Linked DNA regions of Mus musculus: regions 1, 2, 3, 4 and 6 are each linked to region 5. A link is a contact called in public HiChIP or PLAC-seq and promoter capture Hi-C data. All regions are on one chromosome and are shown on one strand. Each heading gives the region's core, a stretch centred on a gene start, on an enhancer-like site or on the middle of the called end of the contact. The rest is flanking DNA. Distances are from core to core; before and after follow the strand shown. Region 1 holds the start of Cflar (CASP8 and FADD-like apoptosis regulator). Region 2 overlaps Trak2 (trafficking protein, kinesin binding 2). Region 3 has its middle 30 kb from the start of Gm39646. Region 4 holds the start of Stradb (STE20-related kinase adaptor beta). Region 5 holds the start of Sumo1 (small ubiquitin-like modifier 1). Region 6 overlaps Cflar (CASP8 and FADD-like apoptosis regulator).

Evidence for each region. Promoter capture Hi-C pulls out the DNA fragments that hold promoters and counts their contacts. HiChIP or PLAC-seq counts read pairs in DNA pulled down with a chosen protein or histone mark.
Region 1: an H3K27ac HiChIP or PLAC-seq map of thymic regulatory T cells shows a contact between it and region 5, with 8 times the contacts expected there. The contact joins the promoter of Cflar here to the promoter of Sumo1 in region 5. A contact is called at or near these places in 15 of 39 promoter capture datasets (the 3T3-L1 cell line, 3T3-L1-derived adipocytes, the C10 cell line and 11 more), 1 of 484 Hi-C or Micro-C datasets (muscle stem cells), 9 of 115 datasets of contacts at active chromatin or transcription factors (the 230-238 cell line, bone marrow-derived dendritic cells, bone marrow-derived macrophages and 6 more) and 2 of 9 other capture datasets (adipose tissue and macrophages).
Region 2: a contact with region 5 is called in a promoter capture Hi-C map of liver, with 2.4 times the contacts expected there. The contact joins the enhancer-like site here to the promoter of Sumo1 in region 5. A contact is called at or near these places in 14 of 39 promoter capture datasets (the 3T3-L1 cell line, 3T3-L1-derived adipocytes, the C10 cell line and 9 more), 5 of 115 datasets of contacts at active chromatin or transcription factors (astrocytes, bone marrow-derived macrophages, double positive thymocytes and 2 more) and 3 of 9 other capture datasets (adipose tissue, liver and pancreatic islet).
Region 3: a promoter capture Hi-C map of 3T3-L1-derived adipocytes shows a contact between it and region 5, with 3 times the contacts expected there. The contact joins the enhancer-like site here to the promoter of Sumo1 in region 5. A contact is called at or near these places in 6 of 39 promoter capture datasets (3T3-L1-derived adipocytes, the C10 cell line, the HPC-7 cell line and 3 more) and 4 of 115 datasets of contacts at active chromatin or transcription factors (large pre-B cells, memory CD8 T cells, pro-B cells and 1 more).
Region 4: a promoter capture Hi-C map of hippocampal neurons shows a contact between it and region 5, with 6 times the contacts expected there. The contact joins the promoter of Stradb here to the promoter of Sumo1 in region 5. A contact is called at or near these places in 14 of 39 promoter capture datasets (the 3T3-L1 cell line, 3T3-L1-derived adipocytes, the C10 cell line and 11 more), 3 of 484 Hi-C or Micro-C datasets (B cells, embryonic stem cells and granulocyte-monocyte progenitors), 5 of 115 datasets of contacts at active chromatin or transcription factors (astrocytes, bone marrow-derived macrophages, double positive thymocytes and 2 more) and 2 of 9 other capture datasets (embryonic stem cells and macrophages).
Region 6: a promoter capture Hi-C map of liver shows a contact between it and region 5, with 3 times the contacts expected there. The contact joins the enhancer-like site here to the promoter of Sumo1 in region 5. A contact is called at or near these places in 7 of 39 promoter capture datasets (the 3T3-L1 cell line, the HPC-7 cell line, hematopoietic stem and progenitor cells and 3 more), 3 of 115 datasets of contacts at active chromatin or transcription factors (the SCID.adh cell line, large pre-B cells and microglia) and 1 of 9 other capture datasets (adipose tissue).

Annotation. Positions count from the first base shown.
Region 1 is chr1:58,711,348-58,714,906 of GRCm38.p6, reverse strand. Cflar (CASP8 and FADD-like apoptosis regulator) reads right to left here and starts at 1,621. Exons shown (of 10, transcript NM_207653.6): 1 at 1,248-1,621.
Region 2 is chr1:58,949,392-58,952,797 of GRCm38.p6, reverse strand. All of the region lies in intron 1 of Trak2 (trafficking protein, kinesin binding 2), which reads left to right. Among named protein-coding and RNA genes, the nearest start is that of Trak2, 22 kb to the left of the region's middle. Within about 2 kb of position 1,322, at least 146 of the 459 cell types and tissues checked have an H3K27ac peak or open chromatin away from gene starts, as enhancers often do. A contact at or near this core is called in adipose tissue, astrocytes, liver and 1 more, where this site is marked.
Region 3 is chr1:58,759,731-58,763,179 of GRCm38.p6, reverse strand. No RefSeq gene overlaps it. Among named protein-coding and RNA genes, the nearest start is that of Gm39646, 30 kb to the left of the region's middle. Within about 2 kb of position 1,634, at least 105 of the 459 cell types and tissues checked have an H3K27ac peak or open chromatin away from gene starts, as enhancers often do. A contact at or near this core is called in 3T3-L1-derived adipocytes and the HPC-7 cell line, where this site is marked.
Region 4 is chr1:58,971,651-58,975,432 of GRCm38.p6, reverse strand. It overlaps Stradb (STE20-related kinase adaptor beta), which reads right to left and starts at 1,911. Exons shown (of 12, transcript NM_172656.6): 1 at 1,583-1,911. It overlaps Trak2 (trafficking protein, kinesin binding 2), which reads left to right and starts at 1,951. Exons shown (of 16, transcript NM_172406.3): 1 at 1,951-2,196.
Region 5 is chr1:59,668,326-59,672,100 of GRCm38.p6, reverse strand. Sumo1 (small ubiquitin-like modifier 1) reads left to right here and starts at 1,267. Exons shown (of 5, transcript NM_009460.2): 1 at 1,267-1,421. The coding sequence starts at 1,410.
Region 6 is chr1:58,740,235-58,744,079 of GRCm38.p6, reverse strand. It overlaps Cflar (CASP8 and FADD-like apoptosis regulator), which reads right to left. Exons shown (of 10, transcript NM_207653.6): 7 at 3,768-3,817; 8 at 3,034-3,115. Among named protein-coding and RNA genes, the nearest start is that of Cflar, 29 kb to the right of the region's middle. Within about 2 kb of position 1,364, at least 174 of the 459 cell types and tissues checked have an H3K27ac peak or open chromatin away from gene starts, as enhancers often do. A contact at or near this core is called in the HPC-7 cell line, adipose tissue, hematopoietic stem and progenitor cells and 3 more, where this site is marked.

The DNA of each region.
Region 1 (3,559 bases), core at 372-2,871, 960 kb after region 5:
TCAACCAAAGAAACCCCAGAAAGAGGAAAATAATGAAGCTAAGATTTGTTGTTGTTGTCTTTGTTGTTGTTGTTGTTGTTGTTGTTTTCTGGCATTAAATGGACAAAGAAAAAGTGGCTATGAGTACAGATCATCGAATGAGCATAAATATAGAATAAGGTACAAAGAGCAGAAAGAGTTCAATTTTACCTAGAAAGACAAGGGCACACAGACAGACAGACACACACACACACACAGTCTTTTTCTTTCAATAGTGACACAAAGGAAGAAATTGTTCCCCAAAGCTAAGAATTGAAGAGGGAGGAGAAAGAAAGAAAAAAAAAGAGCCAATGAAACAAATCCAAGTGGCCACTGCACAAGATGGGGAAGGAGGGGAAACTAGGATGGAAACAGAAAAACAACACCACAAACATCTGTTCTGAAAGACTGTTTGGAGAAAGAATACGAAAAGGAGCTGGATGGCTGGGGCCAAGGGAAGATTCCCAATTTTTTTAAAGGCAACCAAAAGACTGTATTTGAGTACACCAATGTATGTGACTAGAACCAGCCACCTCTGGCTGTCGCTAGGGAATGGACTCGTGGGAGGTGGGGGCAGTGTCTGTATTTACTTTGCAGGTATATTTTATTTATATTATAACTTGCCTGAAAGGTTTTGGATATTAAAATGCAATGCAAAATAAGAAGTAAAATCCTTAGTAAGGAGCAAGACAGCTGCCCCAGGTGGGGTGTCAAGTCTTCCCAGAGGTGAAGGTCAGCTAGGGCGTCATAACACAGGTAGTGCTTCTTGTTTCTGAGATTTAAGAGAAATAATGCTTTGAGTATAGGAAGGCCCTGGGCCAAACCCTCACTGCCTCACTCTTGGCCAGCAGGCTTCTTGCCAGGATAAGCTGTCCTTGAGCTTTGTCCAGGCAGCCTCTACGCTGGGATTATAGAAACAAACAAAAAACACCCAAGTACCTTGTTCGAAATTTCACGCCATCCAGAGTCACACACTAAATTAACAAGGAGGCATTTGAGTCCAGTAACAAGTTTAATTTAATAAGTCTTTGGCTCTCTTCAAGAAAGACTTGGATTTGAATGTGCCACAAGTCTGGAGGTGCTGTGAGTGGATCCCCAAAAAGCACAGAAGGAACCAAGAGTGGAAGATAGGAAACGAACACTTTCCTACATTAATCAGGAGTCAGCTCTCCAACTTCCCAAGTCCCTTTGGGAACTGCAAGAATAGGAGGGGTTCTGGGATTACTCACACCGGGCGGTCGCCGGCCCATCCCACTCAACAACGGCTTTGTCGCCTGTCTTCGCTGGAGACCACCAGAAAACTGGATCGAACGAGACACTGGAAAGAACACAGAGAGGAGCAGACTCTTCAGTAGGCGTCCAGGAAAGTTAGCCTGCGGAGCTGGCCCAAGCTGCTAGCCAGGTGACGCGCCCAGCGAGCCCAACAGGTTCAGGAATGAGATGCGACCGCTCTCTCCCAGCGATAAGGACGTCCCCAGAGTACTCTTGCGGGGGCAGAATCGCGAGTGTGAGCAAAGAGAAGGGCTCCGAGAAGATGAGAATGGCCGCCATTTCACCAAAACTGAATCGAGGCCATTGCTGAATTCCACAATCCTAACAAGAGGGCGGAGGAAAGTTACAGGAAGCCAGAGAGGAAGCCAACTTCCGCCTCTAGGGGCGAAACTGACCAGTCAAGGCTCAAAAAAAAAAAAAAAAAAAAAAAAAAGAAAGAAAACCCCAAAGACCGCACATACCCCAAATCCCGCCCCCCATGCTACTTCTCTGAAGGAAGGAAACACCCCACTTCCCACCCACCCACCCCCCACCCGGGTTTCTCGCAGCTTGGGAAACTAGGTTAGCAAGTGGTGACTTGCTAAAGAATTAAATGTCATCAAAAACAATGTACAACATAAAACTTCTGGAAAAATCCATTGAAGCTGAGTGTGGTGGTGTACGCCCAGCTTTGGGGGCGGGCGGGGGTGGGGTCGGCTGCTGAGAGAAGATTTTAGCGGTCAAATCGCTTGCTTACCCAAAGCCTCCACCTCCGCGCCCCACCCCGCCCCCCACCCCCCACCCCCCCCCCACTCCCCCCCCCCGCTCCAGCTGCCAAGTGAGGTCTCTGCCTTCAGAAACCCTGTGCTCTGGACATTGGTCACTGAATACACACAGTACCTAAGTGTCATCCCAGCTGGTTGGAATAAAGACTTTCAATAGGCTATGAACTTTGGCTACGTGGTTATCTCTGGTGGACTCCCAGGAACAGTGACTAATAGCGACATACTCTCTAATCCTAGTAATCCAATCAGGAGGCAGACACAGGTGGATCTCTGCACAGTCTAGGGCAGCCTGGGCTACACAGTGAGTTTAAGGAGAGCCAGGGCTGTATAGAGAATAGAGTCCTGTCTCAGAATACCAAAAAATAAAATAAAAAAATAATTTGCTTACAAACCAAGCTTGTTTGTGATACCAGAGAGCTGAGCTTTCTGCTTTGTTCAGAACCTTTTGTAAACTAGGAGGTCGACCTTTTATCTAAAATCTCTTCTTAGGTTTTAAATTTTAGATCATCCCTATTGGTCAAGGCCTGACATATGACACTCCCTTCTGGCCCCACCCCTTTTACTGTTAAAAAATTTTTTTTCGAAGGTTACCTGAACCCGGAGGATTTAATTAGACTCCTTGAATTTACTTCCAGCGAACTTGTCCACCAAAAGAGAGAGAGAGAGAGAGAGAGAGAGAGAGAGGGAGGGAGAGAGAGAGAGAGAGAGAGAGAGAGAGAGAGAGAGAGAGAGAGAACCAACTTTTCGAAAGGAAAGCTGGAAACTGGACAGTTCAACTCCAGGAAATGAGTAATTCTCTAGATGTTTTGTGCTTGACTAATTGTGGCTCGGCCAGCAAAGTTAATCTTTAGTTTTCCGACAGGAACACAGGAATGCTCCCCCTTGGGGGTTTATGGGTGCTCCCTCCAGTCCTCAATGCAGTCACTACAGCTCCGGGGTGCCTTAGGGTCATTAAGGGTCACTTCCCTGAAGATCCCATCCCCTGAACACACCAGGCCTCCTTGAACTGGGAGTTGTTGCCACCTGTGGTCGCCCTGAGCCCTGGTTCTTACCCAGCCAGCAAAGCCAGTAAAGGAGCTACAGTCCTCCGCGCCCTCCCGGGCTCCGCCCGCCATCCCCTGTGCGCCAGCGCCGGCGCCGGACTCGTAGCGACCTCCTTGCCGGGCTAGAACGCGCACGGCACAGCGGCCCGGGACTTAGGGTCCCAGGCTCGCGCAGCGTCGCGAGTAGCGCGCCAGTTACACCGCGCAGGTCACGTACCTGTCCGGCCCTAAGTGGCCGCTTGAGAGGCTCAGGTCTCAGAGACTTCGCTGCGTGCTTTAGGGTCCGCAAAATGGAGACGCCCAGAAACCGAAAGCAGACGTGGCAGCAGGCGCAGCGTCTCTGAGCCCTGGCTCGCATCCTGGGCCGGGTTTTTAGCAAAGACAAAGGTCTTCCGAGCAGTCAGCATAGAGGCCGAAAAGCATTCTCTCCAGACCCTTACTTGACTTTATAAAGACAAAAAA
Region 2 (3,406 bases), core at 73-2,572, 720 kb after region 5:
TTCTGTTGTTCCATTGGTGGTGGTGGAAACAGTAATAGCATACCAACTGCAGCTGCTGTGTGACTGCCCCAGGGACCCTCTGAGGCTGCTGCTCTCATAACTCCCTTAATCCTCATCGCAAAGCCAGGGAAGTCGATCCTGTTATTAAGCCCATTTCACAGATGAAGAAACACGGTAAAGTAGTTTGTGCAGAATTCCAGGGCTGTGAGATGGCTTAGCTGGAAAGAACACGTGCTCCCCTCCCCAAGCCTGTCATCTGAGTTCTACCCCTTGGGGATGCATGAGGGAAGAGAGGGCAGGTCATACAACCAGTAAGTATTGGCTCTGAGATTTGTATTCTGAGCCAGTGTGGCCACCTGAGTCACAGCCATCAAGATCTAAGTTCTTGGAACCTGTGAATGTTACCTGAGGCAGAGGGACTTTGCAGTCTCTATCTTGAGAAGTTTATCTTGGGTTATCCAGTTGAGCTTAAACATTGATTATAGGTTCCTTATAAGGAAAAACAGCCAGTAGTGTGACAATAGAAGCAGAGGAGGAGGCTCCCGGGTGCCATGCTGCTGGCCTTCAGGATAGTAGAAGAGGCCCAGAGCCAAGAGAAGCAGCTGCAGCAGCTAGAAAGCAAGGGACTAAGCTTTTCACTGGAGCACGGCCTCGGTGACACCTTGGTACCAAGCAGTGGAGCTGGTTCCTGCCTCTGACCTCCACAACTGGAAGGTCACATGTTGATGGTGGGTAAGCATTAAGTTAGAGCATCAGGGAACACTTAGGCAGTTCGCTGGCATGCTGTGGACTTGTGAGATTTGCCTTTACTAACAAGCTTCCTGCAAGTCCATGGGGCGTGAACTCTAGTGATAATCCCAGTGGCCAGCCTTAGGTCATTTGTTGGGTCCTTTTGGTCCTTGCCTCTTTCAGATGGAAGATTACTCAGCTGATCTTCAGATGTACCAGTTCTGTTTGCAGACATGCAGGACCTTCAGAGAGAGACACTTTTCCTCAGGTTTAAGGGATAGAGAAAAGCTAGAGACAGTGAGCATTTGAGTGTCTCAGTTGCCCAACTAGGGATTTTTATTTTGTATTTAGTCTCAATATCTGATCCCACTTATTTGTAAATACCCCCATCTTGGCAAAATAATTAAAATAAGATTCAGAAATACTAAATAATGAGCACAGGTCAGAATCACAGTAAATCAGAGTAAAATTCCAGCTCTAACATCAAGGTACATAAACAGTACTGCAGTCATTCTGTCACTCTGAACTGCCCTTGCTAAGAAGTTAATCGGGGCGTGTTCTGCTGCGTTCCCAGGAAAACGCTGCATTGCTAAATCACCCCTGACCTGGTGTGCCACGTGCAGGCTCCCGGATCGCCCTGGAGGGCTGCATTCTTTCTGCATGACTCTCACCATGGGCTTAGTTCTGTGTTCACTCCAGTTTACTCTACTCTTTTATACAAGTGTTGAGAACAAATCACCCACAAACTCCAGAGTTAAACAGTAATCTCTACAACACAGGTCTGCAACCCATAATGAAAACCTGTATATAAACTTTTGTATTCTTAAGTGATATGTAGAAATATAAAAAAAAGCAAAATGGCTCAGAGGTTAAGGGCATTGGCTGCTCTTCAAAGTACCTGGCTACAATCCCCAGCATGGAGGTTCACAGCTGTCAGGAACTTCAGTTTCAAGGGATCTGATGCCCTCTTTGACTTTGTCAGAGACCAGGCATGCACATAGTGCACAGACATGCACGCAGACAGAACACTCATACATGCCTTTGTGTGTGTGTGTAGGGGGGTGTGCAAAAAGGAATAAAGAAAGAAATGAAAAGTGTGGTAGCTCATACCTGTAATTCCAGGACATGGAATCAGGATGATGAAAAGCTCAGGGTCATCCTTACCCACAGTGTAGTGAGTTCAGAGTAAGCCAGGAACACTGCAAATAACATCTTCAGTAGAATTGGGGGGAAGGGGGCATAATGACAGCATGAGTGTAAGAATAAAGCAACTGGCATGTTACAGAGTGACAGCAGCCGGCTTCAGTTACAGTTAGAGTTTTCACAGTGGTCTTGATCAAGTCATGATTTGAAGAAGAAAAAACATAGCTCTGTTAAAGGATCCTGGACCAGTTAGAGATCCTTCATTTCTCATTTCCCTTCCTCCTCACTACCCAGTGCCCTTCCTTCACAGGCAAGCTTGTAACTTACACTCTCAAAAAGTTCTTCCTAGAAATTGAAAGTAACTTTTAAATACATTTAATGGATGTAGAGAGTAGAAGTCTGTTCCTTTAGTCTAATTACAAGTATATAAATGTAAAAGGAAACCTAGGGGCCAGGCAGTGGTAGTGTACGGGAGGCAGAGACAGGCGGATATCTGAGTTCGAGGCCAGTCTGGTCTATAGAGTGAGTTCCAGGAGTTCCAGTAGCCAGGGCTACACAGAGAAACCCTGTCTTGAAAAAAAAAACCAAATAAATGAATAGATAGATAGGTAGATAGATAGATAGATAGATAGATTGATTGATTTAAAGAAAGGAAACCTAGCTTTCAGAAATTGATCTTGGAACACTTAGTCTTACATAATAGTATTTTGATGACTGAATTATTTTAATATTGATCAAGGGTTAGGAAGCTTTTTTTGTCAAGTATCAAATTTGTGTGTGTGTGTGTGATAGCCTAATATCTTGCTAACTATGTATGTACAGTCAATGGCACAATTACTACAGTTTCTAAGCTGTCAAGAATTATGAATGCAATCAATGAACAGTATTCTAAAAATACACACTGAAAACTAAATTGTCTTGTTTTTACATCGTATAGGGTTTTTTTTTCTTCCAGTCATTTAAAAGTAAAAGCTATTCTTAGCTCACACACTGTGCAGAAACAGGTGACAGACCGAATATGGATGTGGGTAGTAGTTTGCTGGTCACACACCAGATGAGCTGCCTACTGACAAGGTCATTCTTACATCTGCACTGCCGTTCTAGCTTTTAAAGTGCATCACTGGATTCTTTGTGTATATGTTGTGTTCACTGGTGTGTGGGTTCCTGTGCCTGGAGAGGGGCGGAGGGTGCTCCTCAGGAGCCGATCACCTTCTTTTTTGAGTCAGTTTCTCACTGGCCTAGAACTCACCCTGTAGACTAGGCTAGCTGATTGTGAAGCGCCAGGGATCCAGCTTTGTTTGCCTTCCTGACATTGGGATTATAAGCAAGTACCACTATTCTAGGCTTTCTGATGGGCCTCCTCCTCGGGCTTACATGGCAGGCTGTCACTGACTGAGTTACCTCCTGCGCCCCTATTTCAAGTCCAGGTTTGGGGTATTTTTAACTTTAAAAGAGATTAATTAAAAAGTTTCTCTGACATGAACACAACATAGAAAAGTCACAGATGTTGACAGAGCGTCATTAACATTTCATC
Region 3 (3,449 bases), core at 385-2,884, 910 kb after region 5:
TGTTAAAAGTCTGCAGTGGATCGCCACTGGCATCCAGTTACTTCCAGTTCTTATGCCATGGTGAAATGGTGGGACCCATTAACTAATGTGTGGAATGGTCCAGACCCCGTTTTAATCTGGGGAAGAGGTTCGGTCTGTGTTTTTGCACAAAAAGAAGACGGATGGTGATGTCTGCCTGAAAGATTGGTTCATCAAGTGGACACAGACTCTGAATCTTCCAGTAAGTACTACTCTAACCTCGATGATGGCTAAAAAATCTTTTTTTTAGCTGAAAGAGTTAATTTGGAGTACAGCCTCCACTTCCAGAGAATTTTCAGCCTTCCTGTTAATTCTCAAAGCCACCTGCCCCACACCTGGAGGCCAGAGTTTGAGCTTGATCATTGCTAATTTGCAACTGAATAGAGTACCTGGACGTCCACAAAGAAGCTTTTATCCTGTTGTTTTTCAACTGTCTCAACTTTGTTTTTTCAAGCAGATCCTTCAATGCCTTACAGCCTGTTTTCAGCAAGCATGCAGCTCCGCCTCCAGCAAGCGCAGGTGGCAGAAATTCATCGATATGAAGAAGCATATTGAGTATATATTGTGGCTGTGGTCTGATTTGGGAATAAGGTGTGCTATAAGAGCTGGTCAGTCAATGATGGGCAACCAGATTTCGGAACTATATCAATCTAAGACAGAGGTACATGCCAAGAGGCTGTGGTTTATTAGTAATACACCACAGAGCCATGTTTGTGCAAAATAAACACAAACAAGCTGCATATATTCTTCTTGAAGGATAAAAATTGTTCGGGAAAATCTGAGATTTCCCAAGCCAGGCGTGGCCGCCAGCCACCATAACTCCCAGGCAGGACTAAGCATAAACAATTTTTATGCCCAGTCCAGATAATTTTTAGTATATATTTAGGGAGGAATTGTAGCTTCCCTCAGCCTTGAAGCAGGCTGATTCAGACTTTACTGCCACTGAATATGAGATCATCTGGGGTGTAGCCTTCCAATTTAGATGGCTATATTGTTATGTCAACTACTGCTGCTCTTCTCTGAGACTCTACTACCTGCTGAGAGACCCTTGAGACATTCCGGAGACACATCCTATTATGCACATCGCCTACTGGCTGGCTCCAGGCACCAAGAATGGATTGGCAGGGGATGGGCCTCCCCTCTTTATAAGCACAGACTCTTAGTAAACTTTGGGGCCTTGATCAGAGAAAAATTTGTCTTGGCCTCATTCTTTTCTCGCCATCTAGTTTCTTTCAGCCCCAGCCTGCCTTTCAGGAGTACCTGGTTCATGTAAGCCACGGGTGGCTTACAGTTACACAAGGTAAGGGGATCCCCTCCCTTCTTTTGTCCCCAAGGAGTCTCCCTGCCTTTCTATCCTGGAATGAGCTTGGCCTTTAGTCTCAGATGGATCTGCCTCCCACTAAGAACTCTGGCACCTTCCTTTGTGAAGTAATCCACAGGAAGCAAGCCAGTGCACATGACATTTGCACACAAAGCAAGTGCTCTATAGACATTAACTCCTTCCCCTCCAGCCGCTAGGGGGTAGCCTCTTCCTGCTGCCACCAGGGCAGACCAGGAAGCTTGGTTTTAGCCAGGCTTCTGACCAATCCAGACACAATGTGGACTAGAAGCCAACTGCTCAGGGCACATGATTCTCCTTCCTCCAAACCTTTGTGGAAGTCACTGACACTACAGTGGGGAATGCCCTCCTCCACCTCAGCTTCCTGGGGCACTCAGTCCCCAAGTCTGAGTCACACCTGGCTCAATCACACCCAGTCAGGCAATTGTTTCTTATTGCCTGATTCAGTGCTTTGTCATTTATTAATTTTATTGTTTGAAAAATACCATTTGTGTTGATACTTTCTGCACACAAGGGTTATGAAAATCAACTGAATTGACATATGAGAAATATTTAAAACAGCTGCTAGTGCTCAGAGTAACACAAGTGGAGAGAAATATGTACGTGTGTGTGTGTGTGTGTGTGTGTGTGTGTGTGTGTGTGTGTGTGTGTGTGTTGGGTAGAGAGGAGAGAAAGAGAGAGTGGCAACCTGGTCTACAGAGTGAGTGCCAGGATAGCCAGGGCTACACAGGAGAAACCCTGTCTTGAAAAACAAACAAGCAAAAAGGACAAAAAAGTATATATTAAGGGAATTTGTTGTGATGATTTCCAGCCTGCAGTCCAACTAACCCAACAATGGGCAGCTGTGGATGGGAAGTCCAAGAATCTAGTAGTTACTCAGAGGCTAGTTGTTTCAGCTGGTGTTCTGTAGAAGTAGATTCCAGCACAGAGATTAACTTGCTGGCAAGTTAATGCAAATGGTGAAGAAGAGCAAATCTTTCTTTCAAGGTCCTTATGTAGGTCTCCAGCAGAAGGTGTGGCCCAGATTAAAGGTGTGAACCATCACGACTGATCTGGTTCTTGCTTTGTCCCAGGTTGACCTTGAACTCAGAGTTCTCCTTGCCTCAGTCTTCTGGGATTAAGGGTGTGTATTACCTTGCCTGGGCCTAAACTTTTCATGGCCACTGTGCCTCAAGATCTCCATGCCAAGATCCAGGTCAGAAACTTGTGTCTTCTAGTCTAAAGATCTTGATCACAGGTGCCCTCCAGTTTTGGATTGTAGTTCATTCCAGATATAGTCAAGTTGACAACCAGGAATGGCCGTTACAAGTATCATGGTGTAGCTTCCCTGTCATTTCTAGGAAACATAATCTCATAGCACAGCTGCAAGTCCCCGGCTTTTATAATGTTTCTGCTCTTCTTTCAGTGATGTTCCCCCAGTCTTAGGTGCAGGAGTTGTGTTGTAGATTTGTCCATTGGGGTTGGGCACCCCACTATCTGCTATTCTCTGTATTTGGGCCAGCTATGGTTTTCTAGGATGGTCTCTGTCTGCTGCATGAACCACAATAACAACCAGCTAACTCTGGAAGGTACTCCTAAAGGTGCAGTGGTGGCACTCATTTCTTGGTGGTAACCAACAGCTCTCTAATTGGACTTAAGGCCCATTAAACAGAAGTGCCAGTATCAAGCCTGGTACTGAGAATTTAGTCAACTACCTGGAGCTAATGAAGTCATTGACCTCAGAGAACATACTCAAGCCACTTTACTAGACCAGCACGACTCCTAACAGCATTCTAAATACATATCCTTCTACTCACAGCTAGGTGTAGCTATTACCCCTCATCAGAAGATGATATGAGGAGCTGCTCTTAAAAGACCCTTGAAGATGAAGCTCAGATCATCAGGAAATGAAAATCCGATATCTTCTTATGGCCTCCAAAGACACCAAATACTCATGGACTGCACTGACAAACAATGGGGACAACACAGTTATCTGCATAACATTTTTAGGATTGAAGACAGAATTACTATGTAACTTGTCTGTACCACTTTAGAGGCTAAGCTCAAAAGAATGGAACTCAGCTCAATTAAACTCCACTTCTACGCTCACCTG
Region 4 (3,782 bases), core at 662-3,161, 700 kb after region 5:
CACACACACACAAGTAATTAACACCAGGCCCTGACCTGCTGCTGACTTTACCTGAGGCGGTCTGGTGATTAATTTGTGGTTACCATGATTCTGTATCTGCTTTACAGCACGTTGTTATTGGGTTTGTTGTTTTAAACAACAAAACAATTTGAAAAAAGTCAGGTCACAGTCTTCTAGAACTGTTACTACCAGTGGGGTGGTTTAATCTCAGAAGTTTTACCTTCAGCATACCACACTATTAACAGATAATTTTTCAAGACATTTTGAGGTCAGGGCAGCAGCTGCACATGGCAAAGGAGTTGAATGAAAGATCTGCTGTTAGTTTTTGCTACTATGCTAAGATTATAAATCCTTAAAAGTAAATTATAAAGTAAAAAAATAAAGAAGCTTGCTGAGGCTTGGTGGAACATGCCTTTAATTCCAGCATTCAGGAGGCAGAGGCAGACGCAGGCTGATCTTTGTGAGTTCTAAGCCATCTAGGGATACCAACATAGTGAGACCCCATCTTTAAAATATGTGTGTATGTATTTACTCATAAATGTGTGCATATATATGTATATATATATGTGTGTGTGTGTATGTATATATATATGTGTATATATATATATGTATATGTATATATATATATATATATATATATTTAAGAAACCTGTATTCCTAAACATAATGATGAGTACTTCAGTGTAGTCCCTTGCAATTGTACCTAAAAAGCTAACCACAATAAAGCTTTATAAATAATCTAATTTGTTGCATAATATAGAAGTCATACCCAGGCCTTTCATTTGAAAGGTTAACACTTTAAATGGACACCAGAGGGGCTATGTATTTACAAGACTTGGGTTTTGCGTTAATCGAGGTATTCAATGGTCTACTGTTACAGGAAATGCCGACAAAAACAAAAAACCTACCAATACTCTTTGTTAGGCTTCAAAATTACAGTAATTCTCAAGGTGATCTTGAAATCTCATAAAACCTTAACAAAGATCATAGCGAAGCACACAGCTTAATCCAATTTTCCAAACTTAGTATCATGACTCATGGTTTCAACAAATATTTACGGAGTGCCAAGCACTGTGCTATGCAGGTGCTGTCACAAATCATGATCAAGTTTGGAGGAAAGGTATTTGACATAACAAACCCACGAGGGGAAAACAAGACATCAAATGTAAACACTGAAGACAAAACGAAGCCTGGACATTTAATTTGGAAAAAGGTCCCTTCGACGTCTCTGAGCAGACAGGTCTGGGGCCAGAGTGTCTTCAGCTTGGGAAGTCGCCAGGCCTGTGTGCGCTACCAAAGGTAAGAGCTGGGGGAGCGGGGCGGCGGTAGCTGGGTTCCTGCACCTGGCACCGCTGCTGGGCACCCGGGAGCCCCGGCCCCCCCGTGCGCTGGCACAGAGACAGAGAGCGGGAGCCGGCGTCCCGCAGACTCCAGCGGCTGCTCGGCCGGCCGTGTCAACTCCGGTAAGGAGCGGAGGCGAGGACTGGCCTTGTAGCCTTCCGCTGTGCACCTACCGACCTGCGTTCCCTGTCGCTCCCCGGGTCCCCACACCATCCCGTGCTGGCCTGCCTCCCCTCATTACCTAGGCGGTGACCAAGGCCAGCGACTCTCCAGACAGCGGGCGCTGAGGGGAGGCGACACGCGCGAGCCCCGGGACCTGCCTCGCGAAGGGGCGAGGCGAAAACACTAGGCCGGCTTCCAGGGTGAGCCTCAAGGCACAGAAGTGCAGCACGGCCTGGAGAAGGCCGGTCGGCCTGGACTTCTGCCCTAGCCCGGGGCAACCGGCCGGGACGGGATTCGCCCCACCCCAGCGGGGTCGGGGCCCGCCGCTCCGCCCCACCGCGCCTCCAGCTTCTAGCTCTGGAGTGAGGAGGCGGGGCCCTCGAGCTGTAGGCGGGACGGAAAGCAAACTACAGTTCCCAGAAGGCTTTGCGCTAGGGCCGCAAAGCCTGTTGGGAGAGTGGGTCTCCTTTTTAGCTTCCCTAGCTGGGTGGGGGCTGCCATTGAACCGGCGTCACTGCAGCTCCAAGGTCGCCCGGTGATGATGTGAGAGCGCCTGCCAGTTCCTGCCACGCCCGGGGGGGTTAGCTCGGTGGCGGCGGCGGCTGCTTCAGATGCTGCTCTCAGGCTGCCGCGCATTAGGGGCTTCTTCCTGAGCGAGTGTGGGCGGAAGAGCGAGGACGCCGGGCCATTCCCGTGAGTAAGCTCCCGCGTGCGATTCGAACTTGCCCTTGTCAACTTCTCTCAAAGGCAGAGAAGCCTTCCTGTCCCGCGTCCCTCTGGTCCCCAGAGGTCACTCACGGAAGGATTCCGCCCCGAGATGGGAAAGGGATGTTTCCCAAGTGTGGGTGCAAACTGATGGGAACTGGGCGGTAGCCTCCGGGATTCACCCTATCTGCACCTCTGAAGATTGGCAGCTTCCCATCCTTTGCCAGACAGAGTCCATCTGGAGCTCTGTCGTTTTAGGATGAGTGGCTTTAGTGTCTGGACGTTAAACCTTAAGCTCTCGGTGGCCATCTGTGATGCAAATGGGAGGAAAGGACACTAGAAAGAGCTCTTTCTTTATTGGGCTTTTATTTGTAATTGATTTGGAACCAAACGCCACATGTCTTTTTAAAAGAAATAAGGAAGACAGACAGACAGAAAGACTTTTGGTTGAAGCAAAAAGAATGAATATTGGCAGTTGTGTTTTCCAGTGCCAGCACTTCTGAGTCCCAGACACTTTTTTTTTTTTTTAAATCACAATTATGGCAGTGAAGTCAATTACCTGCTTATGCATCTTTTTCTGCATCAGGAAAGATGGTAATATTTCGCTGGAAATTCACTTAGCTTATGTAAGGACCACTGAACAAAATGAGCTAGACTCAGAGTTCTTGCTCTACCTTAGTAAAAATGTTTGTGACCTTTCAAATCTTTGCTGTCCTGTTAAAAGTCTGAGCTACAGTGAGCTCCAAATAGCATATTAATGGTGGTGACACTTGAAAACGAATTGTGAAGGACATTTGGTGGTGGGAAAGGGCAAAATTAAAGGCACTTTATCATCTCGGCCACTCTCCAGCTTTCTATTTTTAAAATTAGGTAGTATCTGGCAAGCCTCAGATGTTTAACCAGCACATACATACCTATGTGAAAGACAGTGCTCTTACCCATACCCATTTTTACTGATGTGATGATGTACACGGTTCACCTAACCACGCACATTGCTCACTAGTTGCACTGGAGACTTTCTGTATCAAGTCGAGATTTACACCCATACCTGCTTTGCCTCAAAGTTATGAACCAGGTTAAAAGAATGGTTAAGAAGAATTTTCATAGTTTGCTAGTACTCGCTCCATCATTCCTTGACTATGAATGCATCCGTAACTCCCACTTTAGCCCTCTGAACAAATTGTACACTCTTGTCTGCTAGTCTCATCCCTCATAGAACTGCTCATTAACACACTAAGAGCTCATTCCAAATCCACCTGGATGCCTTTATGTCTTAAAAAAAAAAATGATAGGATTGGACTTATATCACAAAGGTGCTTTCCAGTTCTCGGGTTTTATGGTTCTATGGTTATTATTCTTCACTGCAGATGCTTAACATCCATAGTCACAAAGCATTGTTATTCTTCCCTATGAATGTTTAACATTCATAGTCATAAAGACTATGGAAATTGGCCTTTTAATGTTTTTACTTCACTGCCCAGACTATATTAGAGCCAACATGAGGGATGGGGGATGGTAGCACTGTAGTTCTTGCTCATTTTCTTCTTGTCTACAGCTCATTTATATCATCTGTA
Region 5 (3,775 bases), core at 18-2,517:
CATATACATAAAATAAATAAATAAATCTTAAAAAAAAAACCCTAAAACAGTCTTACATAAACACCGTTGAAACATTTTAATTTTGTATATGCAGTGAAATAGGGATTTAAATTCTTTCTCCTTTCGCATGTGAATGTTCAGTATTTTCATTAGTAATTATATTGTACCTACTAATTTTTAATTTTGTATGGGTGTTTTTGTCTGAATGTGTTTATGAACCGCATTCAGGCTTTGGCTTGGTGCTGAAAAAAGTATCTGATTCTTGGGACTAGAGTTACAGGCAGTTTTGAATGCATGCATGGGTGCTGGGACTCAGACTTGAGTCCTCTGGAAGAGTAGCCAGTGCTCTTTGACTACTGGGTCATTTATAGTTGGCTCATTACTATTTACAGAAAAGATTATTTTACTAATGTCTTGTTCTGTGAAGGGTTTTTGATTTAAGTTTTCATTTTTCCCCCTTTACTTATTATAACCTTAATCCTCCTTGAATGCTTGTGCAAGGTCACTGTATTCAAAGGAAGCAGTTTAGGTCTTTCTATGACACAAGGCAACTAGTTTATGCGTTGGAAGGCGCTCCTGCCTACAACTTCAAAACTTTCAGTAGCATTTTAGTTGTCTGTAGCCACCAAGACTTTGTTCTAGCTGGGGGTGTGGTGGCACTTGGGAGGCAGAGGCAAGAGGATCTCTACGAGTTGGAGGCCAGTCTGGTTGACATTGCAATGTTCTATAATAGCCAAGGCTATTAGTGAGACCCTGCCTCAAAACACAAGAACAAAAGATGTGTCCTGAAGGGTCGTCTTTTTGTGCCCCCTCATCTCCCCCGCCCCCAACAGGGTTCTATGTCCTGTCCTGGAACTCACTTTGTAGATGAAGATGGCCACGAACTCACAGAGATCCGGTAGCCTCTGCCTCTATCACCCGGAGTCACGAATGTGGCAACAGCAAGCATGAGGGGCCTATAAAAATACTATACGGGTAATTCACTATATTCAGTGAGGGTTGGTCCGGGCCTCAGAAGCGCGCAAGTCGTCCCACCGGGAGGAGCCTAAGCAGTCAGTTTGACCCCAGACATTCGGCCTGCAGGCAAAGCGCTGGTCTCCCTGAGGGCTGCGGCAGCGGGCCTGATTCTCCCTCCCTCCGAAGTCCTAGCAGTTCTCTTGCTCCAGGCAAGTAGTTTACAACCTGGAGGATTTTAGCCCCCGGCCTTCCTTACGGCGTTTTCCCGCTTCCTTTTCCCGTCTTCGCTAACTCGCCTCTGCGCGCAGCGGAAGTGACGCAAGACGTAGAGGAAGTCCCTGCAGCCGCGGTGTTGTGCTGTAGAGAAGGGACGGATTTGTAAACCTCAGAGTGAGGTTCTGCCTGCCGGAGGCCGCAGTGGTGCGGAGACCCCCGGGTGAATCCACGTCACCATGTCTGACCAGGTACCGGGCCGGGGCCTTAGGGCTCAGGGCCGTCGGCCGCGGGCTGGGGCCCTGGACTGAGGCGCGGGGGAGGGGGCGGCTGGAGAAGGGGGCTGCCCGTGGGGAGGGGGCCGCGAGGGACGCGGGGCGCCTGGCGGAGTCGGGCCAGGCCGCCTGGGACCCCGGGGCTCTGGGTTCCACGCGCCCTCCGCGCCCCTCTCCGAGGCCCCTACCCCCGCGCCACCCGGCGCCGGGGCTCTCTCGACGGCGCCCAGGTTTCTCGCGGGCTCGCAGGGGGCCCAGGCCCGCTCCCTTGTCCCCGAGAGCAAGCTGAGGGGAAAACGACCGTTTCCCTTCGGACGACGGATGGCAGAAACCAGGCCCTAGGCCCAGTTATGTAACGGGAGGGAAATCCCCGACTGGGAGGCTAGGTGGCCCTGAAAAGCAGCTCGACTCCACTTTGGGTTCTTGGTCCCGGAGAGTGGGGGGCGGCCGGGGAGCCGTGTCTGAGGTGACTGGGAGCCCAGAGGACGCTGCTTTTCCGTTGTGTTTGCCTGGAGGGTCCGTCCATCTCTGCACACCTCAGTCTTTTTTTTTTTTTTTTCCTTCCGGGGGTGCGGAACGGTCCGCTCTTTCGCTGTACTTTCCATTTCTTACTCGGGATTGGTCCATCAACTCTCCAGTTCTCAGAGCGCTCAGAATAACCGAGAAACAGCAAACTGTGTATGGAGTGCCACCACCAACAAGCCATTTCGTCTGGGCTTTAACCAGCAGATGCTTGGCACTTTAAAAAAAAATATAGCACGTTTTTTGTTCTTTGATAATCAGATGACGCATTTAGATTATATGCACCCCCAAACCTCTCTTCCAGAAGTTTCTGAACTAATTTTCGAAGAAATAGAGAAAAAAAAAGTTATCCGTGTTGTACAATTGCAGAATATTTGCAGAAAGCTGTCAATTAGTAGTAAAACAGTGTGTCTCGGTTTTGGAATCAAGGATTTGCATGGTATTTGCCTTCAAATAGGAGTGACTCCTTGCCACCTAAATTTTTCTTCATCCTATTTTAGTTACTACCTTTGTGGCTAGTTTTTATATACATAAGGTTTTGGTCTGACTTTGCTTTGGTTTGCTCAGATGACTTAATTTTCAGAGTATTTTTTTTTTAACTTTTTCTTCTTTTGTGATAATTATTCAGTAAACTTTTTCATTCAACTTCACAATGTAGTTGGACTTTTTTAAAAAAAAAATTTGTTGTTGTTGTTTGAGACACGGATTTTCTGTGTAGCCTTGGCTTTCTAGGAACACTCTGTAGACCAGGCTGGCCTCCAATTTATAGAGATCGGCCTGTTTCTGTCTCCTGAGTGCTGGGATAAAAGGCTTGTGCCACCACAGACTGGCCAGGGTGGTTCTATTTTTATAGCCTATCTACACTGTAGACTAATTGTGGCATGGATTTACTTATTAATAATCTGAATTAATCCTCTTTTGGGATAGAAATGACTTTATGAATAATTTGTTTATGACAGTTGTTTACTTAGTTACCAGCTCAGAAAGATCAGCTGTAAATGCTTAAGTCCTGGAACTCTGTAGACCAGGCTGGCCTTGAACTCAGAAATCCCCCACTACCTCCCAAGTGCTGGGATTAAAGGCGTTGCCACCACGCCTGGCCTTTGTTTTTTCTTTTCTTTCTTTCTTTTTTTTTTTTTTTTTTTTCTTTTTTTTTTGGGTTAATGCTTAAGTTTCATCAGCCTTCTATTTTGGAAGAGCTAGAAAGCATGTTAGCCTGAAGAGAGGGCAACACACAGAAAGAGTTCTAAGTTTTAGGATTAGTTTTGCTCTAGTTTGAACTCACATTATATAAGGATATGGAGAAAGAAAGGAGGACCCAAGGGCACACACAGGGTTTCAGGGGATCGCAAAGTCACACTGTTGCTTGCTGTAGCACTCACCTCACTGGTCACCGGGGTTATTAGGTGTTGGACCTAGGGCCTCCCACATGTGCTTGCCAGGCAAGTGCTACAGCCTCATTTTTTCTTTTACTTTGTTTCACTAAGTTGCCTAGGTTGGACTGTAGCACAGCTTGCCTTTGAACTTGAACCTGGACTTCTCTCAGCCTTGCAGAGTAGCTGGGATTACAGAGTTATACTGTCACGCCTAGATGGTGTGTGTGTATGTATGTGTGTGTGTCTGTTTTTCTCATTCATGGATATTCAGTGAAGTTTTTAAGAAACATGACAGAAAAATGGAGCAAATCTTTTTTGTAGCCTTACAGCTTCTCACAGTTTCTTCTGTGTCTATCTCCTGAGTGCTGGGATTAAAGATGTCTACCACCACACCTGGCAAAACAAGTCTTTTTAATTGAGCTACACATTAAA
Region 6 (3,845 bases), core at 115-2,614, 930 kb after region 5:
TTAATAATGTTAAGCTTTGGGGCTGGAGAGATGGCTCAGCAGTAGAGGGCACTGACTGCTCTTCCAGAGGACCCAGGTTCAAATCCCAGCAATCACATGTCAGCTCACAACTACCACGAGCTGACTCCCTCACATACACAAGCACACAGGCAAAACACCAATGCACATAAAATGAAAATAAATTATTTTTAAAAATAATATTAAGCTTTTAAGCAAATAGCTGCTTGAGTCCAGAGGATAGACATGTCCAGAAAACAAAGAGTACCTCATCCCACACTCCTGTTCCCAGGAAGAAGCCATTCTCAGGGCACTGATCACATGAGAACCAGGAGGGGCCCGAATGGTTTGTCTACCATTCCTCTGAACACAACTTCCCTCTACTATTGTGGGTGTCACTTGCCCCTTTTCTTCATGAGCAGAGACCAATCCTAATGAGCGCCCTACTTCCCCGTGCACAAATGTTCTTATTATATAAATGTGACTACAAGAAAATAATGTGTATTCAAGGTTCCACTTGTTCCGTTAGAAGGAGAAAAAAAAAAAAAACACATAAGGAGGCATGGAGCAACCCCTAGCCTGTCAGTGTAAGAAGAGGAAGTCTCTTCACATGACACTACAGTGGAAACTGCAAAGTCTGCTACCAAATGTGTGTCTTAGTCAGTTAAAGATAACAAAGATATCAGAAGCGGCAGCAGAGGAGAAAATACTTCCTCTAAAAAACTTGCAAGTGTTCTCTCTGTCTGTCTGTCTGTCTGTCTGTCTGTCTGTCTGTCTTCACAGAGGGACTGGGACCTCTCAGCCGCCAAAGCAAAACAAAGCGATTTGAACAAACCCATACCGTCTCGTCTCTTATCTGCAGATTAGCCACCTGAGCTGGGAGAGTCCATAAGTGACTCTAAGCCAGCAGCTTGTTTTATTCTCAAAGGCGCATGAGTCAAGAGACCCCTGACTCTCAGAGAGAAGGAGCAGCTGACGTGCCCTTCTCTGTAGGGCCAGGTCCCCTCTAGTCACACACTCCATCTCCAGGATGTTAACCTCGAAAGGACTACACTGACATTAGCTTACATTTCATTCCAGACACTGTCCTGTGTCCTTTATGAGTATAATCTCACTCTCCCAACCATCACATAAAGGAAGTTCTGTTAGGAAGTCACGTTTTAGCAGAGACACTGAGCCCGCACATCACAAGCTAAGATAGACAGCAAAGCCATGATTAAAATCCGGGCAATCACTGCCAGGGCCCAACTCTGCTGCTCTCCTACAGTGGGAGAAGTACAGCTATGCACACATAGACATACAGCTGCCCATAACTCAGGAACAGACGTCCAACACAGGCCCTGGGTGTTAGTCATGAATAGCTGAGGCTTGATGACTCATGGCAGGTTGTGACTTGATCTTTATGAGTCTCATAAACACGGGTACAACACAGAAAGCTCTGTACTTCAGACATTTCCTGATGATGAAGGAAGCAAGGCCAACTACAATCAAAAGTAAAAGAACAATCCCACAATGTCCTTTAGAACAGTCAGTGACTCAGTGAGGAGCTATTTCCTCATTTGTCTACTGATGCTAATAGCTAAAATGGCATCTTAAGGGTTAGGGTTACTATTGCTGTAAAGAGATGCCATGACCAAGGCTACTCTTATAAAAGAAGAATTTAATTGGAGGTTTGCTTACAGTTTCAGAGGGTTAGTCCATTATCATCATGGCAGGAAGCAGACAGGCATGGTGCTGGAGCAATAGCTGAGAGCTTTATATCCTGATCCACAGGCAGCAGACTGGGCCTGGTGTGGGCTTTTGAAATCTCAAAGCCCTGCCCCTCAATTACACACCTCCTCCAACGAGGTCACACGTACTCCAGCAAGGCTTCACCTACTAATCCTTCACAAATGGTTTTTCAACAGAGGACTGAACATAAATATATGAGCCGATGGGGGTCGTTCTCATTCAAACCATCACAAATGGAAAGGACTCTTCTCTATAGCGAAGAGACACATTTCTCATGTACCAAAATAGGACATGAGAAAGTGGGATTGTAGCTGAAATCTTGGGAAATCCAATTTCATATTTGCTAATCCGCCCTTCTCTTAGATTGTCTTTGTACAGACCTCCCTTTGGTAATATTTGAAGTGAGGCATCTCTCTGACTGATGCTAAGGAGTGTTGAGAGACATGAAAGTCGTGAACTACAGTGATCACTCATCTGAAGGAAGGGAGAGGTGATTAAATGCAGCCGTATCCCAGGCATCTAGGCTTGCCTCGTTCAGTCTGCACCAGACATCCAACACCTGAGCCAAACAACCGGGTCCAAACAATGAAGGCTCACAGGTAGATCAAACAGAGAGGAGATCTTAGTCACATGTGGTTCAAACACTAGCCACACCCCTACGTTAACACAGACACCATGTTTTTAATAGCCCCAAGGAAGGCTTTCATGGTCTATCCAGGTGAAGTGAAACATCTGACAATATTAGAAACCAGAATGCCTTGCATTATAAATGTCCCTTGCAGACCAGGACCACCCTTAGCCACATTATCCAGGATGCACAGATAAGACACACAAAGACACACCAACTTCCACAACTTAAAGCTAGTGTTGTGCTCCCGAAGTTCATCTCGTGTTCCTCCTAACCCATAACTCAACTGATTTATCTATGTCTGTTGTCGTTAGCCCAAGCCATGTAAGTAATGACCAATAGGAAGTGGGTAGAGATGAGGTGCATCCTTCTCAGGCCTTTCTCTAAAATCTGTGATGAGATCCGCTACACAGTCTCTACTCCCTCATCTGTCAGTCAGTCAAATACAGAGGACTCTACAGACTCCAAGGCATCAAAGGACGACAGGACCCCTGGCTGACCCTATGACATAACAAGCTCCCTTAGCCCGATCCACACTAGACAATGACATGGTTGAAAAGCAAGCACCATAGTAGAGTGTACTTTGTTACTGCAGTTGGTATCTGCCATGTTGACAGATCCACCTTGCTTGGTCATGATCATGCTGTAGGGAGTGGATCCCGGGGTTCTACACTTACTTGTGTCGTTGCCAATACAATCAATGATCAAGCAGATTCCTAGGGGCTTGCTCTGCATCCTGTAAGTCTCTTCACGGATGTGCTAGAAAGAAAGGCAGGGATTAGAGATGCTGGATACTTCTCTGAGACTTATCCATTCTTCTTCTCGTTTGTTTTAAACATTCCCTTTGGCAGGTGAATCACTCAATAGACACAGCCTAAAGTCATCACGGCTGACAGTTCCCAGTAATGTCAATTTTTTCCTCTGTCACAGTAATGAGTTTAAGACAAATAGCTATTCCAACTCTTACTTAATTTGAATGAGAAGTATAATTTATTTTACATGTGTCTTAGCTTTGCAGAATAAAGATAATTTGAAAGAGAGAAGATGGGTCACATGCCCTTGTAGAAGCCTGAAGTAGCACCAAGAATCAACTTTCTAAGCCAGCACAAATGGAGGCTTTCCACTGCTTCCTCTGCAGAGGCTCCACCCGGGCAAAAGCCAGGGCTTGACACAGTTCAGCCGCCACTCAGAACTTCCCTGCATCCCAAAGCTCATTCAAGCCTTCCCCTTGAACATAATTTTTCTTTGTTATATTCAAGGTTCCTGTTCACTGAGTTCTCAGGAGAATTATGCACAGGCACCAAGTTGTCACAAAGAATTTTAAAGAACAGTTTTTGTTTGCTTTGTAAGACGTCAGTGTACTAGTATATACCCTTGCATGCAATACCAAATCAGAGAATTTATTCTTTACCGGAGGTAAAAAAGCTCCTGATTCCTGGATGGATGTCTTCACCAGTGTTCCTGAGGGATGGGAGAGAGAGAGTCATTT